Regions from separate parts of the Capra hircus genome. Here region 1 is linked to region 2. Evidence: chromatin contacts called from public Hi-C data. All regions are on one chromosome and are shown on one strand. Each heading gives the region's core, a stretch centred on a gene start, on an enhancer-like site or on the middle of the called end of the contact. The rest is flanking DNA. Distances are from core to core; before and after follow the strand shown.

Region 1 (7,135 bases), core at 1,047-3,546, 190 kb before region 2:
AATGAATGAATGACTGGTCCAGAGTTGGCATAATAAGTAAAAATACTGCTGGCTGACCACGAAGTTGTTACCATGGGGTGGGTGGGTGGTGTATGTGGTATCTTTGCCATTCTCTCATCCAAGCTAGAATTGTAATGGATTCCTCTCTCATCACCATTCACATTTACTGACTACCGAGTCCTGTTATGACTTTTGAAAATGCCAACTCATCTTTTTCCCCATCCTCACTGGTGTTTGGTTCACCCTCCTGTCAAGTTTCTTGTTGCCCAGGATGACATTCTTACTGCCCCTTGTGCTTCCAGTCTTGCCCCCTTCTTGTCCATCTCCCATGATGCAGCTGGGAGGCTACAAGACCAACTTCACTACTGTCCCACTTAAATACCTTCTTACCTCCCCATCACCTACCAGATATGGTCCAAACTCCCAGGACTCTAATCTCAGCCTATTATATTGAATTTCTCAATCCCCAAATAGACTGAATTCCTCACTTCCAAATAAATGGAAGACACAACCATCCTAAGTCATAGCTGTCCTCCTCATACCAGTATGACAGTTGCTGACAAATATTTCGTTAGCTAATCCTCATGTACAGGGGTCAAGAGGAGACTGAACCAAGAAAGGGAGACTTTGAGTGTGCCTCTGACAGGGGGCTGTCTGTGTTCCTCACCAGAGGCTGTCCCAAGAGAAGCAGACCTCGGATTCTGACAGCCTGGGCATGGGTGACAGCTGTTCCACTCTGGGCCGTGAACACGGTAGGAGCCTCTGGGGGCTCAGGTGGGAAAATGCTAGAGCTGGGAGGGGCCTTGCCATGAGCACACCCAGTGCAGATCAGGTCCCGACCATTCTGGAGACCTGGCTGATGTGACCGGGCCTATCCATACTGGGCCAGGCCTTGTGTGCCGGTTCAAAGGCTGGGGGGAAGGCTAGGGGCAGATGATCTGGAACTTGGGGCTCCCTCCCCTCACCTAACCCATCTCCACGGCAACAGGCAAAGGGAAGAAGAGCAGCCTGTCAGAGCTGAAGGGTTCAATGAGCAGGGCTGCAGGCCGCAAGATCACCCGTATCATCAGCTTCTCTAAGAAGAAGGCACTGGCTGATGACCTGCAGGCGTCCTCTACTGAGGAGATTCCGTGCTGTGGTGGGTACCATGCATGCAGAGAATTCAGACCCTGTTGATGAGGGATCCTGGGGCCAAGCCAGAAGACCCTCCAGCCCTAATCTACCTCATTCCTAAGGCAGAGGATAGAATCCTACTGGAAGCCTAACCTCCACTCCATCAATAATCCATGCCCATCCACCACTCCTCCATGAGGCCCTGACACCTAACAGAAGGAAAAGTCAGCCAACTGTCCTATTTCTATGCTCGCTATGACATTAGTGCCGATCACTGCCCATCTCTGGGTCTCAGTTTCCTCTACTATGACAAGAGGAGAGTATCTTAACTTCCCAGTATATAATATAATATACCAAGTGTTTAAGTTATGGTCCAGTCTTACAAGGATATTTCTTGGAAAAAAGTATATAAGGACTTTATTGTAAATGCATAAAATGCGAATTAAAAGTAGTTTGAAAGAAAAGAAACATTGTTCATCTAAACGCATTGTTCCACGTACTGGAATCCAATTTTTTAAAAATCACGTGTTTTAGGTAAACAGTAATATTCTGCTAACCTGGAAAGAACATTATAAAAGCACATGGATATAAAGAAATATTTTGTAAGTGGTTGAGGACACTGTTATGGTAAAAAACAAATTAAGACCTAAAACATTAAAGGGAATTCTAAAGTCATCAGCCTGCCCCTCACTTGTTTTTAGCTCTTCATCCTGGCTACACGGTTTTTGTTCCCACACGCTGCCACTAGGTGGCAGCATCAGCCATTGTTTTCTGTCCTCCGCAATTAGTTTTTGCTATTTTAGGAGGAAAGGCAGAAGAAGAGTTGTGTCTTTCGTTCATTATATATAGTGGTTCTGTGCTTTCATCAAGGTTGGTATGGTCTGAAGGCTATGCAGGTATGTACAAATATGATTATCAATCCCCTGTTCACAGATAACAAACAAAGCTGAGGTCACAGGCCAGGAATGAGCTGACTCGGGACCCGGAAGGCCTTTCTCTCCAGCTAGAGTAGAGTTGCCCAGGCCCTCTGTCCCTGCCTCCTGACTTGTGTCCCCCAGCACCGTCAGGAGGTCCCATCGCTGGTCTCTTCCTCCCAGGTTATCTGAACGTGCTGGTGAACCACGGATGGAAGGAGCGCTGGTGCCGCCTGAAGCGTAACACCTTGTATTTCCATAAGGACCGCACAGACCTGCGGACCCACGTGAACGCCATTGCCCTCCGCGGCTGTGAGGTGGCCCCAGGCTTTGGGCCCAGACACCCATTTGCCTTCAGGATCCTACACAACCGCCAGGAGGTCGCTATCTTGGAGGTGAGAAGAGAAAATAGCTTAGGGGTGGGAGCTAAGAGGAGCTCTGGCCTGGAGGTTGGCTTTTGTCCCGGGGACTTTATTGACCTTACAGGGACTAAGGAAGAGGGAAAGTAAGCCAACTGTTGCTGAGTAGCCGGTTAAACTATAGAACAACCACTTAAATGTGAATTTCAGATAAACGATAACATTCCTTTTAGTACAAGTATATCCCATATTTGGGACATACCTATACTAATAAACTATTGTTTATCTGAAATTCAAACTTAAGAGAATTGTGCATTTTTATTTGTTAAATCTGGCAACCCTAGACCCAAGGTTTGTTTATTCTGCCTTATAAATATAGTCCCAAGCCTAAAAGGCATCTAGTCTAACTCTGATCTAATTTTGGAAACCTCTCTAAAACATACTTCCCACCAGTGACTGTTCATCTCAGATAAACCACTGCTCCTCCCAGCAAGCAACTAAATTTTTACAAAGATTCTCTCCATATTGAGTTGAAATCTTAAAACTCTGTATAGGCAGCAACTACACCCGTTCGGCATATTTTTGTTTTTCCAGAACCCAGCCTGATATCCAGCAATCCTGGGCTGGACAGTATTGGGCTCAATAAGTGACAGTAAGGACTCAATTAACATCTGTTGGACAAATGGCTGAATGACAATGTGATTTCATTTCACCCACTCATTTTTCCTAACTACCCACTGACACCAGGCCTCCTCTCTGGGGTCATACAGAATACACTGAATCTCTCTTTACATGTCAATCCTTCAGCTATTTAGAAATTTAAAATATAACTGGAGGAAAACTTAAACAACTACCCCCTCATATTACAGATAAGGAAACTGAGGCCAGGGCAGTCACATGCTTCATCCAAAGCTCCACAGAGGATTAATGGCCTCTTGGTCTTTTTCCTACAACTAAGACCCAGCCTCTTGGTATTGTTTTCTTTGCCCAGTACCCACTGCTCTCTCAGTTATTAAATGTAAGGAAATATTGACTCTGTAAGTCACTTCTACTTTCAGTAGCTTGAGATGGGTCTTTCATTTCTCTTCAGAAAGAGCTTTCCCTTTCTCTTCACAAAGAGCTTTCTGGCAAAAACTGTGCTTTTTAAATTCAAGTTTAGTTTTTGTGTGCTAACTTGATTTTATGCTGATGCTCTTTAACATTTCTCTGAGAGTATTTATCAAGTGCAAAAAAAAATAAGAATAGGAGCATCTTGAATGATGTCATTAGTAATTTAAACATGGGATTCTCCAGGCAAGAATACTGGAGTGGGTTGCCATTTCCTTCTCCAGGGGATATTCCCGACTCAGAGATCGAAGCCAGGTCTCCCAATTTAAACATAATAGATTTCTATTTATATTAACTTATATTAATCTTATATCCTACACAAATATATTTAAAATTCTGCATCTCATATGTTATTAGATGTCCACAGAACATTTAGAAAAACTGGAAAAAAGGTAAACATTCCTAAATCTCAAAAAGTAGAGTTGTTTTTTTGTGTGATTCAGTTATATATACACATATATTATTTTTGAAATTATTTTCCATTACAGGTTATTACAAGATATTGACTGTAGTTTACAGTAAATCTTTGTTGCTTGTTACATATCTATTTTTTAAAATTAGAAATCTAGCATTCTATTCATACTAAGTCAAACAGGTGGAATCAAACTGTCATAACTTTTTTAGTTAGGCAAAAATTCATATGTTTTCTAATATATATATATTATATATTTTATGATAATGTGCTTTAAATGAAAACATGTGTTTAGTTGACCAGCAACTTCGTAGAGATTTTCCTGTATACAGGAGTGTATATATAATTGGCATCTTTGATACAAGAAAAAAATGTAGGTTATGTGATAAATAGCCTCCTCATTTAATAAAAAGCAAATATTTTTTAAAAAGTTCAGAGAACACCTAAATTTTGTTTTCATATGCAATCGGTCCAGAAGGCTCTGAGGATAATGAGTGAGGTTATATGTTTCAGAAAGGTAGCTGGCTTCTCTATTTGCTATCCAGAAAACTGGATTTCTGGATGAGTGTTCTAGTCTTGCTCCTCTTGGATCCTTAAGTCCAAACAGATACTATACGTATATGAATTTGGCTGAAGTGAGTGGGTAGCCAGAGGCCCTGAATGTGCCACAGTGAACTCAGCTTGTACCTTCTCTCCTTCAGGCAAGCTGCTCAGAGGACATGGGCCGCTGGCTTGGGCTGCTGCTAGTGGAGATGGGCTCCAAAGTCACTCCCGAAGCACTGCACTATGACTATGTGGATGTGGAGACCCTAACCAGCATCGTCAGTGCAGGGCGCAACTCCTTCTTGTAAGGGCCAGTACCCCACAGCCCCCCAAACCTGCCTACAACCTTTCCTATCTCAGCTCCCTCTCAGAGGCAGAATGGGAGGGAAGGGAGGATGGGCTGAGAAAGACTGCTTCCTTGGGAAGTCAGAGTGGGTGCCTTCCTCTTCCATCAGGAGGAGTAAGCTGGTTAAAGAAGGAGGCTCAGGGTTGGGGATGCTGTGGGTGGAATGAGCCAGAAAGGAGAAGCTCTTTTGGACCATGGCCTGGGCTCTGCTCTCATGCCATAGAAACTTAGGGTCCCCATACCCTTGAGCCTCTGGGCAGGCACGAGGCTCCTCTGCAGAGTTTGCATTATAAGTGCCAGCTTCGAGTTACGGCTCTATCACGACCAACAGCTTAGGCTGGTTGCTTGCCAGCCTGGATCCTCTGTTTTCTCACGTACAGAATGGAGGCGATGAATAACCTGCTTCCTGGATTGTGAGAATCCCATGTGTCCCTGCCTATAAGCTCTAAACACATCAGTGGCACAGTGCTGCCTGGCATGCTGCTATCACTGACTTTCTGACCTCCATTAACAGCTGCTGCCAGAATCAAATAAGTGGACAGGAAAGCACTGTAAGCTGCATAAGTATCACTGTCACATCATCATCATCATCCCTTGTATCTTCTAGATATGCAAGATCCTGCCAGGATCAGTGGCCTGAGCCCCGAGTCTATGATGATGTTCCTTATGAAAAGATGCAGGTATGGTCCCTTGGGACTTTGGGGGACATGGCAAAGGCCACTTATTAGCTCTCCCTCTCTCCTTCCCTCACTATTCCTTTGCCTCAGAGAAATCATTTTTGTTTAACCAGCACCTGGAAGGAGGGGGAGAGGGGACCTTCTTGCCCCAGACTGTGGCTGGGGAGAATCTCTGGAACAGGAGGCTGGGCAGTGTGGAGGAAAGAGCCCCTCACCAGGAAGAAGAGAGGGCTCTGCAAGCTACAGAGCACTGCTCCAGTCTGAGCAGGCTTGGGCTTTCCACCCCTGTTACAGCTCTGTGAACCGATTCAGTAGTTGTCTCAGGTGGATGATAACTGAATAGCTGCCCCCACAGCCCTTTACCTGCTGGCATCCACAGTCTGGGCTTCAGTTCCCAGGACAATCTCCCTGTCTTGCTCACTAAACCAAGAAGATGCCAGCTTATTAACCTACAGTAAGGCCTCTGTAGCCATCACATGACCCATCCTGCTCCACAATCTGCCCTGTGCCTCCTCCTGCCACGAGAGAGCAAGGGGACCACATTCTCACTAGACATTGTTTGGTGAGTCAGGCCTCACAGCTCATGGACAGGATAGAGGGAATCAAGGTGCCAAGGAAAGCAGATGTGTCTGCATGCCAGGACCCCTGCCCTGGACAGTGCTGGATGACCTTCTGATCTCTTACCTCTAGGTCTTGCAAGAACTAAATGAAATACTTTATGGAAAAAGCTTAGCACAGTACCTAAACACTGGAAGGTCTTACACTGAGGGTAAATAATACTGCTATTATCAATATCATTATTATATGACTATTATAGTCCACTCATGGTTTCCTGAGCTTTGACAAGATGTTGAGTGTTCTCACTACTCTTTCCTGTGAAAATGTATAGCCAGTCTATTAAGTTATGCCACTTCTATCACTGACTGATCTCAACTTGACTCTTTTTAACTTAAGACTTTATTTTAGCAATTCAGAAAATTTATACATCCAATTGATGTACTGACAAAAAAATCTATGGTAAATCAAATATGGTCACCCAAAGTCTTCTAAGATGTCCTAATTTTCCACTCAGCAGAAATTCCAGTTTAGGGTTGCCTTTAGGAAGGTATGAGGATCAAGTAACATATTGCCATTGCAAATGGTTTATAGACTGCTGAGGGCTGCACACAACTACAAGTGTAAGGCCAAGATCTCAGAGGTCAGGCAGCACTCAGCCATCAAGTGCACATCTCCAAGCACCCACACTGAGGGCTCGGAGCCCACCCATGTTTTATCTTCTTCCATCTCCCACCTAGGACGAGGAGCCTGAGCGTCCCTCTGGAGCCCAGGTCAAGCGCCATGCCTCCACCTGCAGTGAGAAGTCCCATCGGGTGGACCCACAGGTTAAAGTCAAGCGCCACGCCTCCAGTAAGTTCTGTGTACAAGAGAGGAAAGGAGGGGAATGTCCAGGACGGAGGCAGGGTGGGGTGGGGAGGGGGTCTCAAAATCAGATCCTCCCAGGGGTCATATGGTAAGTGAGTAAGGAGAGGTGTAAGAAAATACTCTACGAAAAATAACAGCACAAGCAGAGTGATAAAGGGCAGTGAGCAGAAGGCCTCAGAGGGAAAACAACAGGAGCAGGCTGGGGGAGACTGAAGGAAACTGGAGTGCTCAGGCCCCAGCTC
Region 2 (7,119 bases), core at 3,809-6,308:
TAGAAGGTGAATTGGGACAATCATGCCCTGGTGATTTACTTCTGTTTTCAGAGAGATGTCCAAATAAATTGAAAACTTTTTAAAACCACAATGTTTATGCAAAGAAAGGTCACTGGTAACCAGAGTATGTTTTAAGTAAAGTGATAAAGATAAGCATAAGAGGTGTAGATTGCTGCAGTAAGAAAGAAAAACATAAGGTCGAGGACTTCCTGGTGGTCCAGTAGCTAAGACTCTGTACTCCTAATGCAGGGGGCCCAAATTCAATCCCTGGTCAGAGAACTAGATCCCACATGCCACAACTAGAGATCCTGCATGCCATGACTAAGACTACTGTGCAGCCAAATATTTTTTAAAAAGGGGGCGACCTGCCCATCTCTAGGGTTGTTTGGTACCAATAAGTAGAAAAATAGAATGGCTTAGAATATGTCAAATGCTGCTTCAGGTGTTTAACTGTTACAGAGCTTTGTGCATAATCAGTATCAGATAAGGGAGTTAATGAGGTGACTGGGCACTTAAGAACATTAGAAATGTCTTATTGGATCTATTCAGTCTTTTTTCTAGTCTTTGTTAATGGCAGCAATTTCTGTCTTCCTTTCTGGTCTCAGTTCCTATTCTCCCCTACTGCATTATTCACAAGCTTTTGTGAAAGTGTATAGCTGCATCTATGATAGCAACTTCAAACACTTTTGAGACTTTCTGCAAACATTTCTTTTTATGGTGTTATTAACCATAAATTTATTTAGATTAACTTAATTCTTTGAACACATCTGTGCTTTTGACCCATATGGCTTCAAGATTCTAAAGTTTGTATCTTTCATATATATGTTACCCAATGAACTTTTACACATATCAAATGTTGAATTCTCTTTTCCTTATAAAAGTGACAAGTATTTATTTGAAAAATTTAGATAAATCAGAAAAAAAAGAAAAACTTACAGAGATAATGATGAAATGTTAATTTGCTGTATATAAATGGCCAGTATTTGTTTCTATGTGTGTTCTGTGTCTTTTTATATGTATCTTGAATGTGTGTACATTTATTGATACACATGTATAGTACTGAAGAATTGATGCTTTCAAATTGTGGTGCTAGAGAAGACTCAAGAGCCCCTTAGATTGCATGGAGATCAACCTATCAATCCTGAAGGCAATCAGCCCTGAATATTCATTGAGAAGGACTGACACTGAAGCTGAAGCTCCAATACTTTGGCCACCTGATGTGAAGAGCTGACTCATTGAAAGGGACCTTGACGCTGGGAAAGATTGAGGGCAGGAGGAGAAGGGGGCAACAGAGGATAAAGTGGTTAGATGGCGTCATCAACACAACAGACATGAGTCTGAGCAAACTCCGGGAGGTAGTGAAGGACAGGGAAGCCTGGTGTGATGTAGTCTGTGGAGCCGCAAAGAATCAGACACGACTTAGCAACTAAACAACAACAACAACATGTGTACATACGTATATTTTATTTCTAAAAAAATTGCAACAAGTAGTCATAGTGCACATTCAGTTTGGAGATGGGATTTTCACTTAATGATTTGTTGGAGACATATTTCTCTATAACTATCCTCCAAAATATGATTTTGTAAGAACTTTGTAAAATTTTTAATTGGAGTATAATTGCTTTACAATATTGTGTAGGTTTCTGCCATGCATCAACATGAATCAGCCATAGGTATACCTATGTCCCCTAAAATATGATTTTTTGTGTCTCATATTAAATATGTATCATATTGATAGAACTGCATTTACCAATCCTTATGGAGTATTTTAGTTATTTCCAAAATCTTGCTAGTATAAAAATTTCATTGAATATTCCTATAGCTAAATCTTTGCCCACATCCAGAATTAATTGGTTAGAATTTGTTTTTAGAAATGCTAAAGTATTAAAATCCCTTATATCATAAACAACAACTCCTAATTCTGTTTTTGTCATTTGTGATGAATAAGTAATGAATAAGTATTTGTGGGCTATCCTATCTTTTCATTATTTAGATTTACCTTAAAAGTTTAAATCCTTATCCTTGAAAAAGGTTGTAAAATTATCTTTTCTGACCAATCATTGTTATTAATTAGATCTCCCCCCCCCACACACACACACAACTTCCCTACTCCCTTCCCCATCCATTTCAAAATCTCAAGAATTTTGTAAATGTGTGGTTTACAAGTCTGTGCTCATAAGACTGAAAATGTCCCTTTTATGGACACAGCCAGCAGGACACATTTGTTCCCAATTGGTGAAGCAATTGCTTTCTTTAGCTATGTAGATTCATTTGAAGGAAGGGGGCTAATTAGTTTCCTGTAAGAGTGGCTAAGTCGCATCCGACTCTTTGCAACCCTGTGGACTGTAGCACGCCACGTTTCCCTGTCCTTCACTCTCTCCTGGAGCTTACCCAAACTCATGTCCATTGAGTTGGTGATGCTGTTCAACTGTCTTATCCTCTGTCGCCCCCTTCTCCAGCCCTCAATCTTTCCCAGCATCAGGGTCTTTTCCAGTGAGTCGCCTCTTTGCATCAGGTGGCCAAAGTGTCGGAGCTTCAGCATCAGTTCCTCCAGTGAATATTCAGGGTTGATTTCCCTTGGGAGTGACTGGTTTAATCTCCTTGCTGTCCAAAGGACTCTCAAGAGTCTTCTCCAGCACCACAGTTTGAAAACCATCAATTCTTTGGCACTCAGCCTTCTTTATGGTCCAACACACATCTGTACTGACTACTGGAAAAACCAAATATGAGTGTGTTAGTCACTCAGTTGTGTCTGACTCTTTATGACCCTGTGGACTGTAGACTGCCAGATTCTTCTGTCCATGGGATTTCCCAGGCAAGAATCCTGGAGGGGGGTTGCTACTCCCTTCTCCAGGGGATCTTTCTGACCCAGGGATCAAACCTGGGTCCCCTGAAATGCAGGCAGATTTTTTACCATCTGAGCCACCAGGGAAACCCCATACATGACTACTGGAAACACCATAGCTTTGACTATCCGGACTTTGTCAGCAAATTGATGTCTCTGCTTTCTAATACCCTATCTAGGTTTGTCATAGCTTTTCTTCCAAGGAGCAAGAGTCTATTAATTTTGTGGCTGCAATCACCGTCTGTGGTGATTTTGGAGCCCAAGAAAATAAAATCTGTCCTTGTTTCCACTTTTCCTCATCTATTTGCCATGAAGTGATGGAACTGAATTTAGAAATAATGGCAATCAAAGGATCCTCAAAATCAAGAATATAGTTAAGTATGAAAAACAGGATAATCTCATATATATTCAAATCTCTAATATTTTGCATGAGTTCAAGTATTCCCACAGATGTAAAAGTGTATTCTCACAAAAATGAATATGCAGGTCTTAGAGATGGGGAAGAATTCAAATTGTCACTGTTCCAAAAGTGAGATTAACGCAGACTTTAGTACAGAGGTATTGTAAATGCTTGTGTTGGGCTTCCATGGTGGCTCAGACAGTGAAGAATCCACCTGTAATGTGGGAGACATGGCTTCCATCCCTGCGTTGGGAAGATCCCCTGGAGGAGGGCATGGCGACCCACTCCAGTATTCTTGCCTGGAGAAACCAAGTATGAAAAACAGAATAATCTCATATATATTCGAATCTCTCATATTTTGCATGAGCTTAGGTATTCCCACAGACGTAAAATTATTCTCACAAAAATAAATATACAAGGTCTTAGCGATGGGGAAGAACTTAAACTGTCACTGTTCCAAAAGTGAGATTAACCCAGACTTTAGTACAGAAGCATTTTAAATGCCTAAGTTAGGCATTTCACTGTGCTTCCTTGGAAGAAAATGCCTCCTTTGCCACCTATTATGAGTAAAATGTTTCCATTTACATTTCAGAGTAGCCAGGATCCTGAAGTTTTCCTAACTTTAACAAGAGATCCTGGAAACAATACTAGAGTAGTGGACCCTTATTTTATTCTTAAAAAGTAATTTGGGTTGGGACAGGAGAAGCCAGATTGAATATCCTTTTATTTGGCTTTTGAAGGGCTGGGTTAAATAGTTTAAGGAAATGTATCTTGATCTGACCTAAGTATTCAGAAGAACTGAATCTTATTTGTGATTCTACCTTAAATGTTTTCTGAGGCTTCAATGTACCTTCTAAAAAGAGAAGTCAGATACTAAAGTTCTTTATAGGTTTAAGAAACGTTGTACTATTTACTAAATTTGACTCTTGTATTTTGAAGTAGAAGAAAGAAATTAACATGCTCGTCTCCTGTCATAGCTTCTTAAAATCCAGATAATATGTAACATCCTGATGGGCAGGTCCTTACCCGTTTTCCTTAATATTTGTCAGAAAAATAAAATTATCTAACAGTGAAACACATGGCAATGGATAGATAGTTAGAAACTAGAAGAGATCCCCAAATTAGAAGAGTTTGGGAAATATCTTTTATTTGAAATATTTAAGAAAGAGAATTAAATAATTATCCCTGGAGGTGGAGGAGGAGCCTTACTTAAATGACCTCTGTAGGTCCCTTTTAGTCTAAAAAAATCCCCACTTAGATTCTCTTCAGGGAAAGCACAAAATGATTTAACTCTTCAACACAGCCTTATTCTTGGCAAGGTTGAAATTCAACAGTGAAAATCAAGGAAAATTTGTTTCATATTCTCTTTAAGACTGTTTCCACTAGCCCAACCCTTCCCTCCCAGAGTCACTTTGAGATAATGCCTGAGGCTTTAACTCATTTGTCTGCAATGAACATTCTGCAGTGTAATAACTGAATGCCAGAGATGTGTCCTGACAGGAAATTCAAATCATTGATGTTCAATGCACAGGTTAAAGACCTTACCAAGGCCAGGCCTTGAAGGGCACTGTAAAAGTTGAAATGCCTAGGTTCCCCTTTAGTTCCCCACTTCACCCCATTTATCTTGTTCTGGTCAGTCTATCTGACCTAGCAGTATTTACCTATCAAATTATATTTTACAATTTCTATTTTAATAACAAACTATTAATTCCTGGACACGCACTGTCATGCATGGCATTTGGGGATATTTGTGTAGCTACCTTTTGTTTGTAAGAATTTCTTCAGCGTTTTGGGGTTTCTGAGGTTGCTCTGTCCCTTTTCTCAGCCTTTTTTCTTTTCCCTTGCATTGTTCATTAGCAAGGGCATGAAACCCTGCTCCCAGTGACTCATTATTACTCACTATAGTAATCTACTTTTCTTTGTGAAGCTCAGTTCGGAAGATGCTTGAGTTGCCATTCTTGAGAACAGGTCCTAAGATCACATCCTGTTAACTCTCATCTCTCCATGCTAATGCCAAGAAGCACTGATACTGATCACAGAAAGTGGAACAGCTGCTTCATTTGATCTTGGCCAAGCCTGACACCACTGCAAGACTTTCTGCAGTAAGCAGAGACTAGGGTCTGATTGGGGGGGGTGGGGGGGTGGGAAAGAACTCTGGATTGTAGGCTCCTAATCCACAAAGCAAAGGAAATCAAGGTGTATTTATAGAGCCCTAGAAAGGGCTCATAAAGTTCATAAAGTAATTTGTCATACGCTAAATTGTACTTGTCATGACCAGTTTTAGAGATAGGTAAATCATCCCTTGTTATATTTGAAACTGAGGAAGGCCCTGTGGATCTTCCAGGCACAGAGGACCTTTTGTCCCCTGTTTTGTATAGGCAAGATTCCATGACCTTCCCTGAGTTCCAAAGTTCGGATTAAAACCAGTTGCCAATTAAGGGAGGAGCGGCCAAGAAACTATTTGAATCAAGATTAAAGGGACCAGAGAATCTCATCAACATTAGAGACTGGACCACCTGAGATGAGATTAAGGGAGTGCAAACCCTACTGTCATCCTAATCTTGTCAGAGACCTCACCTTTAAACCATTGTTATAAAACCTTAATCATATCCTCCCCAGGTTGAGACATAGATTTTTGAGGCAGAAGCTCAGTGTGTCTCCCTTTGCCTGCTAAAGCAATAAAGCCGTCCTTTTTTACTTCACCCAAAGCTGTCTCCAAGATTAGATTCGGCACCATACAGAGAGACTGAGCTTTCAGTAACATGTTCATCTTGTGTCTGAGAAAGCTGAAGCTCTGGAGAGGTTTGTTGACTTACCCAACAGCTCTAGCTTTTGTGAACTTGTAAGATCCATAGTAATCCTTGTTCTTTCTCACACTTAGCATGTCCTGTTCAGACCCTGGTGCCTGCTCTAGATCTGGATAGGGACTATATTAGCAGTCAGTACCTCAGCAGATGTACAGTTGACTTAAATCATCCCCCTCCAGCTGATTGACCCAGCCCATCTTCAGCTCAACTGACTTCTCAGTGTCAGAATTCTGTCACTTGAGCTCAAGCAAGATCCGGGTCCTGACTTCCATCTGTGTCTGAACTACACTTTTTAGGGCTGACACCCATCTCCTCCATGTCTGATGTTAAGTCTCGAGGATCAGTGAACCAGCTGACAGCTCAAATCCTATAGTCTTTGGCTGTACAACTGGTTCATTGACCCTGGCTGCTGCTGCTGCTGCTAAGTCGCTTCAGCCGTGTCCGACTCTTAGCGACCCCATGGACCACAGCCTACCAGGCTCCTCCGTCCATGGGATTTTCCAGGCAAGAGTACTGGAGTGGGGTGCCATTGCCTTCTCTGCCATGACCCTGGCTACCTGACCTCAATTATTTACCTCCAGTCATCCCTCCTTGATAGCGCTGCATACTTTTACCTCACTAGTGTTAATTACTTCTGCCTCTCCCTCTTTCATATTCTAAAGCCAACTGACGTATTTAAATATTAGTTCCCAGTCATACTTTCCAGACCCTCTTTACTTTCTCTCAGACCCTGAACCTGATCTGAGCTCCTAAGACTGCTTCTTATCCGTGTTCTTCTAGGCTAGGGAAATGATAGACCCTTCTAACCTATATGAAACTTGTATTTTTAATATTTTCTTTTGTTGCTTAGAATTTCAAATTCTTGACCTTCTTAGCTTATATTTTCTTGGCCCACACTATGTCACTGGTTACCATACCTTCTGCTTAGTTGAAATGGGATATGTAAAACCACTGTGTTTAAGGCATAAACCTTGTACAAATGTACCCTGCTGTTGTTATTAGGCAATTCAAGTCAGAGGTGTTCTAACCTTTCTGGTGGAGGAAGACTGAAATAGGAACTTAACAGT

What was found. Hi-C and Micro-C count contacts between places; a contact is called where the count stands out from the background.
Region 1: a contact with region 2 is called in a Hi-C map of blood, with 4 times the contacts expected there. The contact joins two enhancer-like sites. A contact is called at or near these places in 2 of 5 Hi-C or Micro-C datasets (both in blood).

Annotation. Positions count from the first base shown.
Region 1 is chr7:49,695,607-49,702,741 of ARS1.2, reverse strand. AFAP1L1 (actin filament-associated protein 1-like 1) reads left to right here. Exons shown (of 19, transcript XM_018050180.1): 10 at 671-752; 11 at 989-1,138; 12 at 2,211-2,422; 13 at 4,607-4,752; 14 at 5,402-5,474; 15 at 6,767-6,878. Among named protein-coding and RNA genes, the nearest start is that of GRPEL2, 23 kb to the right of the region's middle. Within about 2 kb of position 2,296, at least 1 of the 5 cell types and tissues checked has an H3K27ac peak or open chromatin away from gene starts, as enhancers often do.
Region 2 is chr7:49,504,055-49,511,173 of ARS1.2, reverse strand. No RefSeq gene overlaps it. Among named protein-coding and RNA genes, the nearest start is that of CSNK1A1, 6.5 kb to the left of the region's middle. Within about 2 kb of position 5,058, at least 1 of the 5 cell types and tissues checked has an H3K27ac peak or open chromatin away from gene starts, as enhancers often do.